Regions from separate parts of the Mus musculus genome. Here region 1 is linked to region 2. Evidence: chromatin contacts called from public HiChIP or PLAC-seq data. All regions are on one chromosome and are shown on one strand. Each heading gives the region's core, a stretch centred on a gene start, on an enhancer-like site or on the middle of the called end of the contact. The rest is flanking DNA. Distances are from core to core; before and after follow the strand shown.

What was found. HiChIP or PLAC-seq counts read pairs in DNA pulled down with a chosen protein or histone mark.
Region 1: an H3K4me3 HiChIP or PLAC-seq map of bone marrow-derived macrophages shows a contact between it and region 2, with 2.2 times the contacts expected there. The contact joins the promoter of Dapp1 here to the enhancer-like site in region 2. A contact is called at or near these places in 1 of 484 Hi-C or Micro-C datasets (stem cell-derived cardiac mesoderm) and 4 of 115 datasets of contacts at active chromatin or transcription factors (bone marrow-derived macrophages and embryonic stem cells).

Annotation. Positions count from the first base shown.
Region 1 is chr3:137,978,583-137,983,231 of GRCm38.p6, reverse strand. It overlaps Dapp1 (dual adaptor for phosphotyrosine and 3-phosphoinositides 1), which reads left to right and starts at 1,683. Exons shown (of 9, transcript NM_011932.3): 1 at 1,683-1,913. The coding sequence starts at 1,813. The region is part of intron 2 of Gm19708 (a long non-coding RNA gene); the gene reads right to left.
Region 2 is chr3:137,817,647-137,822,423 of GRCm38.p6, reverse strand. No RefSeq gene overlaps it. Among named protein-coding and RNA genes, the nearest start is that of Gm31678, 17 kb to the right of the region's middle. Within about 2 kb of position 1,518, at least 26 of the 459 cell types and tissues checked have an H3K27ac peak or open chromatin away from gene starts, as enhancers often do. A contact at or near this core is called in bone marrow-derived macrophages, where this site is marked.

The DNA.
Region 1 (4,649 bases), core at 434-2,933, 160 kb before region 2:
CCTCCCCCCAAATGTGCTAAAATGGGATGAAAAGGACAGTCCAGCACTGGAGAAATGTGCAGGAAGGAGCAGGGGACCTGTTGCATGGCTTGCCCAGTGATTTGGAGCCCTCCCTGCCCCCTTTCTGTTGACGTGCACTTTATCTTTTTTTTAAGTTTGGTTGGTTTGTTTGTTTGTTTATTTATTTATTTATTTATTTATTTATCTGTATAGCCCTGGCTGTCCTGGAACTCACTCTGTAAACCAGGCTGGCCTCGAACTCAGAAATCCACTTGCCTCTGACTCCCAAGTGCTGGAATTAAAGGCATGCGCCACCACTGCCCGACACTTTATATTCCTCTGTCTGAGAGAACTATAGCAGCCAGTGTGTGCCGGTTCGTTATATGTGTGTTCTCAGAGCTGCTTCTCCCCAGGACTGCCTCTAGGCACTGAGGACTTTCTCACCAGAGAAAGCCAGAGTCCCAGGAACCATTGGGAAACAGAAGAGAGGACGGTTCCTAAGGAGACATTGGCAGCCTGTGTAGAACAAGGTCTTCGTTCTATCAGTCTCTTTAGGATACCAAATGGAACAGCCCTCAGATGAACCCTAGTTCATCTTGGGATATTGGAGGGGGAACATGCAGAGAGAGAGCTCTTTATCCATCCACTGATACACATCCAGGCAGATGGAATTTCCTCTTTATGAGTCTAAACACCACTGCATCCAGGGTAGTTCAGCCTACTGGGTACACCCCGGACAGCGTAGCTCAGCCTACTGGGTACACCCCGAACAGCGTACGTAGCTCAGCCTACTGGGTACACCCCGGACAGCGTAGCTCAGCCTACTGGGTACACCCCCGGACAGCGTAGCTCAGCCTACTGGGTACACCCCCGGACAGCGTAGCTCAGCCTACTGGGTACACCCCCGGACAGCGTAGCTCAGCCTACTGGGTACACCCCCGACAGATGCTGTTCTTTAACTTTCTTCTGCCTTCTTACTCAGTCCTTTGCCTTGTTTGTTTTTTAAACAGGGACTCACATAGCCCAGGCTGGACTCAAATTCACCAAGTAGATGAGGATAGCCTTGAACTTCTGACTTTTCTGCCCCTACCTCTAGAGTGCTGGGATTACAGGATCTTATGGGGTGCGGGGATGGAACCCAGGTCTTTGGGCATGTTGGCGACAGCCTCTGCCCCCAAACCTTCTTCCATAAGAGAAACAAGTGTTCCCCTACAGAAACCTCAAGGGAATATTGGAAAGAAATCCTGAGCCAGTACCAGAAACAAAGTAGGTTAGAGCAGGACTGGTTGTTTACCTATAATTTTTTTAACCCCTTCAGAAGATGTATCTGACGTCGAAGCTTCCTCGGTGTTCCTTGTGCCGCTGTGTGAGGTGGGTGTGCGCGTGCACATAGCCCCCTCCCCGCCCCCCCCCCCAAACTACAGGCAAACCCTGGTAAGGAGAAGCTACAGTTTGGACTCCTAGAAAGAGTTTGACCTAATCGCCCCATCCTGGTTGGGCGGGTGGTCCTTCTGTTTTCTTTGGCAAAATCTAACTTGACAATACGTTGTGGTGACTGAGGTGCTCTGCTGCCAGAGGGGTTAGTTAGCACACTTCCTGACTGACAGAACACCCCTGCCTATGCCTCAGGCCCACGGTGGCAGAGGCAGTGTGGGAGGAGCAACCAAGTTTCACTTCCTTGCTAGCCAGAGACTCAGCCCCAGCCGGCTCCTGCCTTAGCGAGGAGGAGCAGCGCGTCCAGCAGCAGCCGATCCCATCTCTCTCTTCATACAGCACCTGGCGGGGAGTCAGCCATCAGAAGCAAAGGAACTTATGGGCAGAGCAGAACTTCTAGGAGGGAACATGAGTACCCAGGATCCCTCAGAGCTGTGGGGCAGAGCAGATGGAGGCACAGACCTGCTCCAGGATTTGGGGTAAGAGCGCTTTTTCGATGAGTACAACTTCCCAGTTCCTTGAAAAATCGCCGCTCTGACCAGTGTTTCCAGGATTCGAGTCTCTTCCCACTGCCACCTGATGGTCGTCTACCTGGCCAGTTTAATTGACCTGTAGGAACTTCCTTCTGGGGGCGCTGATTCATTGTAAAAGTGTAAGATATTTTTCTAAAAGTGAGAACAGTTACACTGAGAGAATGTGATAAAAAAAAAATCAACTTTTGGGCATCCTTCAGCAGCTGGGGAGTGTGCATACAATCGTCTGTTTCTTTGATACTGGGCTAGTTTATCATTAAAGTGAGGTGGAAGAACTCTGAGTGCACCTCTTGGCAGTGAACTGTGTCACTGGTTCCATAAACAGAAAGACTACACGGCTGTGAGTAAGAGGGATTTTTTTTTTTTTTCAAAAGAAAAAGAATGAGGAAGTTTGTACGACAATCATGTTTCTACGGTGCCTCCTTCTCACACAGCAATGGGAGCTCTTTCATAGCCTTTAGACACAAGATAACAACAGCCTGGCTTCAGATAGACAGGTTTAGGTTAGGTGACATCATCAGAGTTCATCAGAAGGGACCCTGATGACACAGCTCATCCGGACATTTAGTAAAGAAAAAAGGGCTACTCAGACAAGAAAGGAGGTTTCCTTGGAGACAAAGCCTTGCACCTACACGCTTGTGTTTCCCAAGAGAGAGGACTCTGGACCTGTTGTCTACCTAAGTGGCTGGAATTCCTCATCACCCAATGACATAAAGACATACTGTCACCTTGCATAGGATGGCAATAAACACGAAAGGGTTTTAAACCCCATCTTATCGGTCACATCAGTGAAATAACAAAGCTGAGACAGCTACCTGCCAGAGGCCCCATCCTCCTCTGAGAATGGGTTGAAATTTCTGTTTACACTAGAGATTGTATCATTTTATATTGTGTTACTGTAAAATTTCTCACGGCACTATGCTGGCACAGCAAGTAGAGGTGCTTGCGGCTAAGCCTGGCTAAGCCTGAGATTGAGTCCTGGGACCCACTCGGCAGACCTCCACACAGATGATATGTCAGACGGGTACACACACACACACACACACACACACACACACCATGCACACATGTAATGATAATTAATAAAAAGTCTAAAAGCAGCTCTCAATAATTCTCTGTTTAAATTTAAAGCCAAGGACCTGTACTGCCATTTGGTATTGACAGCTAGGATTTTCAATAAGGGAAACTCCTTATGAGGTCTTCAGAGCTCCAAAAACTCTCCACGTTTCTCTTCAAATAAAAAAAACAGAATAAGGGCCTCTCTGGGAGCATCCAGCCCAGAATCAAGCAGTTCAGAGCCGACCTTACTGGCCAGCTCCCAAGGTTTGTACCTGTGTTTTTTGCACTCTCCAGCCTCTGAAGTTAAGATACCCAAAGGAGAAGAAAGATCCAGAAAATATTCAACTCTGTCTCTTTAATTAAACAAATCCTATCCTGAAAGCAGGATCTAAGCTTTGGAATTGTCAGCACACTCAGGACACAAACATACCTGACCATGTGTCTGGGGACAGGCAGTGCAGGTAAACCACAGGCTTCCCTTCCCAGGCAAAGAATAGACGTCTGGTACTAAGTCCGGGGACCCTTATTATTATTATCACGGAATAAATGGTACGTTTGTATCCAGATCTCTTTAGTTCAGAAGACCTGAACATTTTCTTGAATGTCAGAACTTGGTCTCAGAAACAATGCAAACTTCAGTTGTTGAAGAAACTGCTCTATAGTGTGGGTTTCAACTCTCTCTACATGCTAGACAGACTAAGGAACTTTTTATTTGCTTATTTTTATTCTTGTTTTTATACTTGATACAGGGCCTAATATAGCTTAGGCTCTAATTCAAGGATGACTTGAATTTCTTGATATTCCTGACTGTACCTCCCAAGGCCTGGGATAAGAGGTGTATAACATCACACCCCACTTATGCAGGGCTTCCAGGATTCAAGGCAAGCACTCTACCAACTGAGTACTTCCTAGGCATATGAACTAAGAAAGGAAGGAAGGAAGGAAGGAAGGAAGGAAGGAAGGGAGGGAGGGAGGGAGGGAGGGAGGGAGGAAGAGAAAAAGAAAGGAAGGAAGAAAGGAGAGGGGGGAGAGAAAGGGAGAGAGAGAGGGAGAGAGGGAGAGAGAGAGAGAAAGAGGGAGAGAAAGAGGGAGAGAGAGGGAGAGAAAGAGGGAGAGAGGGAGAGAGAGGGAGAGGGAGAGAAAGAGGGAGAGAGAGAGGGAGAGAGAGAGAGAGAGATGTCTCTGAGCTAACATTTGTTTTCTTCCTCTACGTGCCTCTAAAGCAAGACTGGAATTAAGAATCAAGGTATAAAATGTATATTCTCTGACGGGTTAGGTTAGGTACAGTTTTATCATTTATTTTAATTTAGGGCATGCCCCTAAATTTTAAAATCACTAATGAGTTGTGGCATTCTGTTGAGAGGTTGGGGCCTGTGGCCAATAATAACTTCATTGAGGTGCATTTTACATAAGATAAACTTGAAGAGCGCGACTGTCACTGTAGCCGGTGGTAGCAGATTTTCACCTCCCTTGAAAACCAGTAAGGAGCACAAACCAGGTAAACACAATCCGTGATCTAGCTGTTTGGGGAACCTACAAAAACCTTGATTTCTAGAACTCTTACTTCTCAGTATTGTCTTGTTTGAGCCATTTGATCTACCAGGGAATAAGCAAATTTCAAAC
Region 2 (4,777 bases), core at 269-2,768:
TCTAAGACAGATCTGGCTTCAATGGAGTAAGGCAGGGAGAAAAAGGAAACACAAATAACATTGGTTATGACACGGGAATTGGCCATCAAAATGGACAATGCTCAAATTGATGAATTAAAAGCAAAATATATAGGACATTTATCCAAAATATATCAGACATCTTTCTCATAAGATACTGAGAGGAATCTTTCTCTTGCAGATGTTAACATGCTGAGTGACGACGCCCCTTTATAGAGCACTCCTGAGGAGCACACAGTGCTTAGGTCCTGTCGCTGAGCTCCTTCAGATCTGGAGACTGGCTTGGGGCTGGAGGAGCATGCACAGCTGGCTTGTGATTGCTTGGCTGCTCTCTAGAATCTTTATAAGCAGTGATTGCAAAGGGGTGGGGCCTCCAGGGCGACCAAGGACTCTTAAAGTTTGTGTAGAAAGAGCAGTTTGCTCCTTTGATGGGATCGCTGGCAAGGCCTTTGCTTCTCCCATTGTTTGCCAGGACTGCTTTGCAAAGATGCTTAAGGAAGGAAACAAGACTGAGAAAGAGCCTCGGGAATTCTAGCCCCTGCCAGTGTGAGCAGGGAATTTGCTATTTTGCAAATCCCTGATATTAAATTCCAGTAACTATGATGGAGTAACAGATTCTCTCCACTTCCTACCATCAGTTAAACGATGGAACCCACACTGGACATGGTGGTGCACACCTTTGATCTGTCCCAGACACATTGAACAGCTGTAACTAAATGTCCTCAGGTAACTGAAGAGAGTAATCACTCATTACTGAGTATGTCAATACCTTTCCCGGTTTGACAACTGCCAAACAATACTTTTGGTTTATTTATGTCTCTATGGTATCTAGAACACAGCCCAGTAGTCTAAGCCTGGCAAACAACGGGAGAAGCAAAGGCCTTGCCAGTGATCCCATCAAAGGAGCAAACTGCTCTTTCTACACAAACTTTAAAGAGTCCTTGGTCACCCTAGAGGCTCCGCCCCTTTGTAATCACTATGAATAATATGGAAAACAAAAACTCTGAGCCCTAAATTTCCATTAATGTCTCAAGCTCTTATTAAAGAAATACGCCCAAATCTGGACTCCTTCTTTTAAAAAGAGGAACAGATGGTTGTGGTGTGTTTACCCTTTAACCCATTCCACTTCTCGGTAACAGCTTTGAGAGATTCAACTGCAATGATTCAGCCTATTTCTTGTAGATTTCATTCTGTCAGATGCAAAAGTGAAAGAAGAAAAAGAAAACACTACTGGCCTGCAAGTCTCCATTTCATAGAAAACCCGAGCTTACCTCTCTAATCTGCTTGCATTCTGTGTATTCCAAGAAGAGCACCTCTGCACCCTTGCTGTTAGCTCTTTGTTTCCCCACTGGCTACTGATTGGTACACTCTAAGCGTCCTTGGCTAGAACACTTTAATTTAAGTGAGTTTCACCTACTTCACACATTCTTGGCTTGCGGGCATTGGAGCCAGCCTAAGGAGTTCTCTCAAATGAAAAAAATAGAGACTACTAGAAAGAGGAAACAGTGCCCTTTACTGGGTCTTCTGTCTGCAGTGGGAGGAAACAGTGTGTAGAAGGGCTGTTCCAGGAAAGGAAGGCATTGAGGAGGAACAACAGGTATTTGGAGTGACAGGTGAAAAATAACAAAGATGAGAACCATCCTGATTCTGCCCCATTGGCATTCTTTGACTTTGGGGCATGTCACAGCTTTCTTTGGCTTTAGTTTCTCCATAGAAATGTTCAGGAGTCAGGAGACTCTGGGACTGGAGCGATGACGCTGTGGTTAAAAGCACTCGTGTTCCAAGTTCAGCACTGTGTACTCACACATCAGCTCATCAAAGTCTGTAATTAGAGTTCTAGGGGGTCTCATGCCCTCCTCCGGCCTCCACAGGCACTTGGTACACATGGGGTATAGATGTACATGCTGATAAATCATTTATAACGTAAACAAAAAACAAATAAAAAATGTTTTAAAGAGTCAGGAGACCCTGAACAACAGAAGTATGATCTTGGAGTTTAAGACATTCATGAGCAAGTGTGGGTAAGTGGTTTTCTTGGGCATGTGGTGAGGGGAAGGGTTGATTCAGGCCCTTCCTCTGGATTTGCTGATTGCCATCTTTTCCCTGTGTCTCCATATCCTCTCCTCTTTATAAATGTCACTGTGTTCAGATTTATTCTTTTTATAACGACACCAGTTGTATTGGATTTGGGCCTATTCTAATGATCTCATTTTAACTTTATTACCTCTGTAAAGAACCTCTTCCCAAATAAGGTTACATTCTGAGGGACTTGAGATTAGGACCTCAACATATGAATTTGGGGGATGCATGATGCTATCAATCCATGACTCTAATCTTGTGAGTGATCTAAAATAGTTAACGTGCCGGGAAGCTGCGAGCCATCCCATTGGTTGTATTGACTTCTTATTTGGGGAAAAAGGCAGTGGTGAGTTCCTAAGACAGTACCATTCCCAAATGTGGGCAGACCTGAGACCTCTCAAGGATGAAATTACAACAATGTCTTTCTAGAATAGGGCAATGCTTTATTTCACAAACTAGAACATTCGTATTCTGTGGGCTGGGCAGAGGTTGGTTTTATAGACAGGGAAAGGCTGGTGGAAACAGGAAGAACACAAAAGAGGACAAAGAGTAGATGGACCATTGTAAACTGGCTTTCCTTCTAAGGCCAAGGATAGAAGACCCATCTGGTTGACATTGGGTTCTACTGGGAGGGTTAAGCCGAGGGAAATTTGGATATTAGCTCTGAGTCCTAATGTTGCAGAAGCATAGACAAACAGCTTGGAATGTGAGTGACACGATTTGGGTTTTCTGTCTGGTCAGCTTGAACCTCAGACAGGAACAAGGGCTCTTTGAATTTTTATTGAGCAGTTTATTGAGTATGGATTCTACTATGTAGCCACCAGAGATGAGAATTTCTGATCTTCCTGCCTCCACCTCCCAAGTGCTGGGATACAGACCTGTTCGATCACGCTCTCGTGCATGATAGAATTTAATTCTGTTAATTTCACTGGGTTTTCCTGTGTTTACAGAAAACCACATACAGTGTCAAGTATAAAAACGTATCATAGGAACAAAATTTCAAAACTCATAGCAAGTATTTTACGAAAAACTTTGTTAGATTACATCCTAATTTTGAATTAATTAATTTTCTTTCTGGTGAGACTGGGCTCTCCCAGTAAAGCCTAGGTTGACTTGAGGATGGTCCTGTCTCAACTGTCTGCAAGGGTTTTGACCAGATGTCCCAATTAAGTCTTCTTTAGCTTCCTTCGTGTCCGCATGTTCTTCATTCACATCCCTTCTTTCATTTTAGCAAATTATACATACATCACAAACTTAGCAAATTACACACAGATTTCTATCATACCCTAGACTAAAGGGAGACATTTATTCTCCTCTCAGCTTTTTAGAGGAATTCGTCCTCAGCCCCGGGAAGGAGCAGGGGTCATTGTACAACATAATTGCATCTGAAGGATTTGTGTGTGAAAGAGCAAAGCTACCACACGATGGCAGCGTGCTGAAAGAATAAAGAATTAAAAAGGCTTTCTCAAAAAAAAAAAAAAAAAAAAAGAAAGAAAGAAAGAAAGAAAGAAAGAAAGAAAGAAAGGAAGGAAGAAAAACTGTTTTAGAAATCTGTATCACCAAAGAAGAAAGTCTGATTCCCAAACCCCTGACTCAAGCCAGTGTTCTGTTGTTGCTATCTTTTTGTTTTGTTTTGTTTGTTTGTTTGTTTGAGACAGGATCTCACTTAGCTCATGCTGGTCTCAAATTTTCACTGTAGATGAGGCTGGTTTTGGATTCCTGACCCTGCTGTCTGCAGATTCTAGGTTTGTGTCACAAAGTACAGCCTCAAATCATCTCTTACAGATGGCAGGAGATTAAGGTTAATCAATCAGATCTCAGGGCCTCAGGTTGCAAAGGCTTAGCTCTTTAAACTGAGAATCAAATAATCAGGCGGACTGATACTTGAAATGGAACGTTTTGGGTAATCAGCGTAGGTATATCTGGTGAACTATAAGGAAAGTTCATGAGGATTTGCTGTGGTCTCTGATATTAATGTACAGCAGTTATGCAGCCTGATCTGATTGCTCTGCCCAGGATGTGAAAAGCATCCTAGGTACATTTGCATATATGCTATGTACCTTGAGTGGCTAATTAAAATATTGCAATAATGAGTTTGCTCAAGCTCTTTGCTTTATCACCTTTGACTGTAGATTTTTGTTTTCACACAGGATCTCACATAGCCCGAGCTGTTGTCAAAACTTGCTCTACAGCTAAGGAAGGCTTTGGCCTCTGCCCTTCCTCTTCTACCTCTCATGTTCTGAATTATGGGTGTAGGTGTGATGTTTGTTCTGTGACAGGACAGAACCTTTCTTGGCTCTTCATAAGCTTGAATCAGGGAGTTAGGTTGTCAGTGACCAGCCACCAAGGCCATCCTGAGTCTGGCTTTTCAATCTGTTGTCTCCCATCCAAAAATAAGAAGATAAGGATCGAGCAAAGCAAACAGATTTATTAAGGGAAAGAGAGGAAACCGCCTGAGAGTGGGAAGATTTAGGGAGGCAGAGGCTCTGCCCGGCAGCCTTTTATGGGTCTTATGACGGGAACTGGATGAGGAGGTGGAAGAAATCTTTAGTGGGATTGGTCACGGAAGATGAGCCAGTGAGGTATCTACACATGGTCCTTAGCCTGGAGGGGAGGGGAGGGGATCTAATGGCTACGATCACTAACTTTGGATCAGCCATAGGCCTTACTGCTAAAGGGA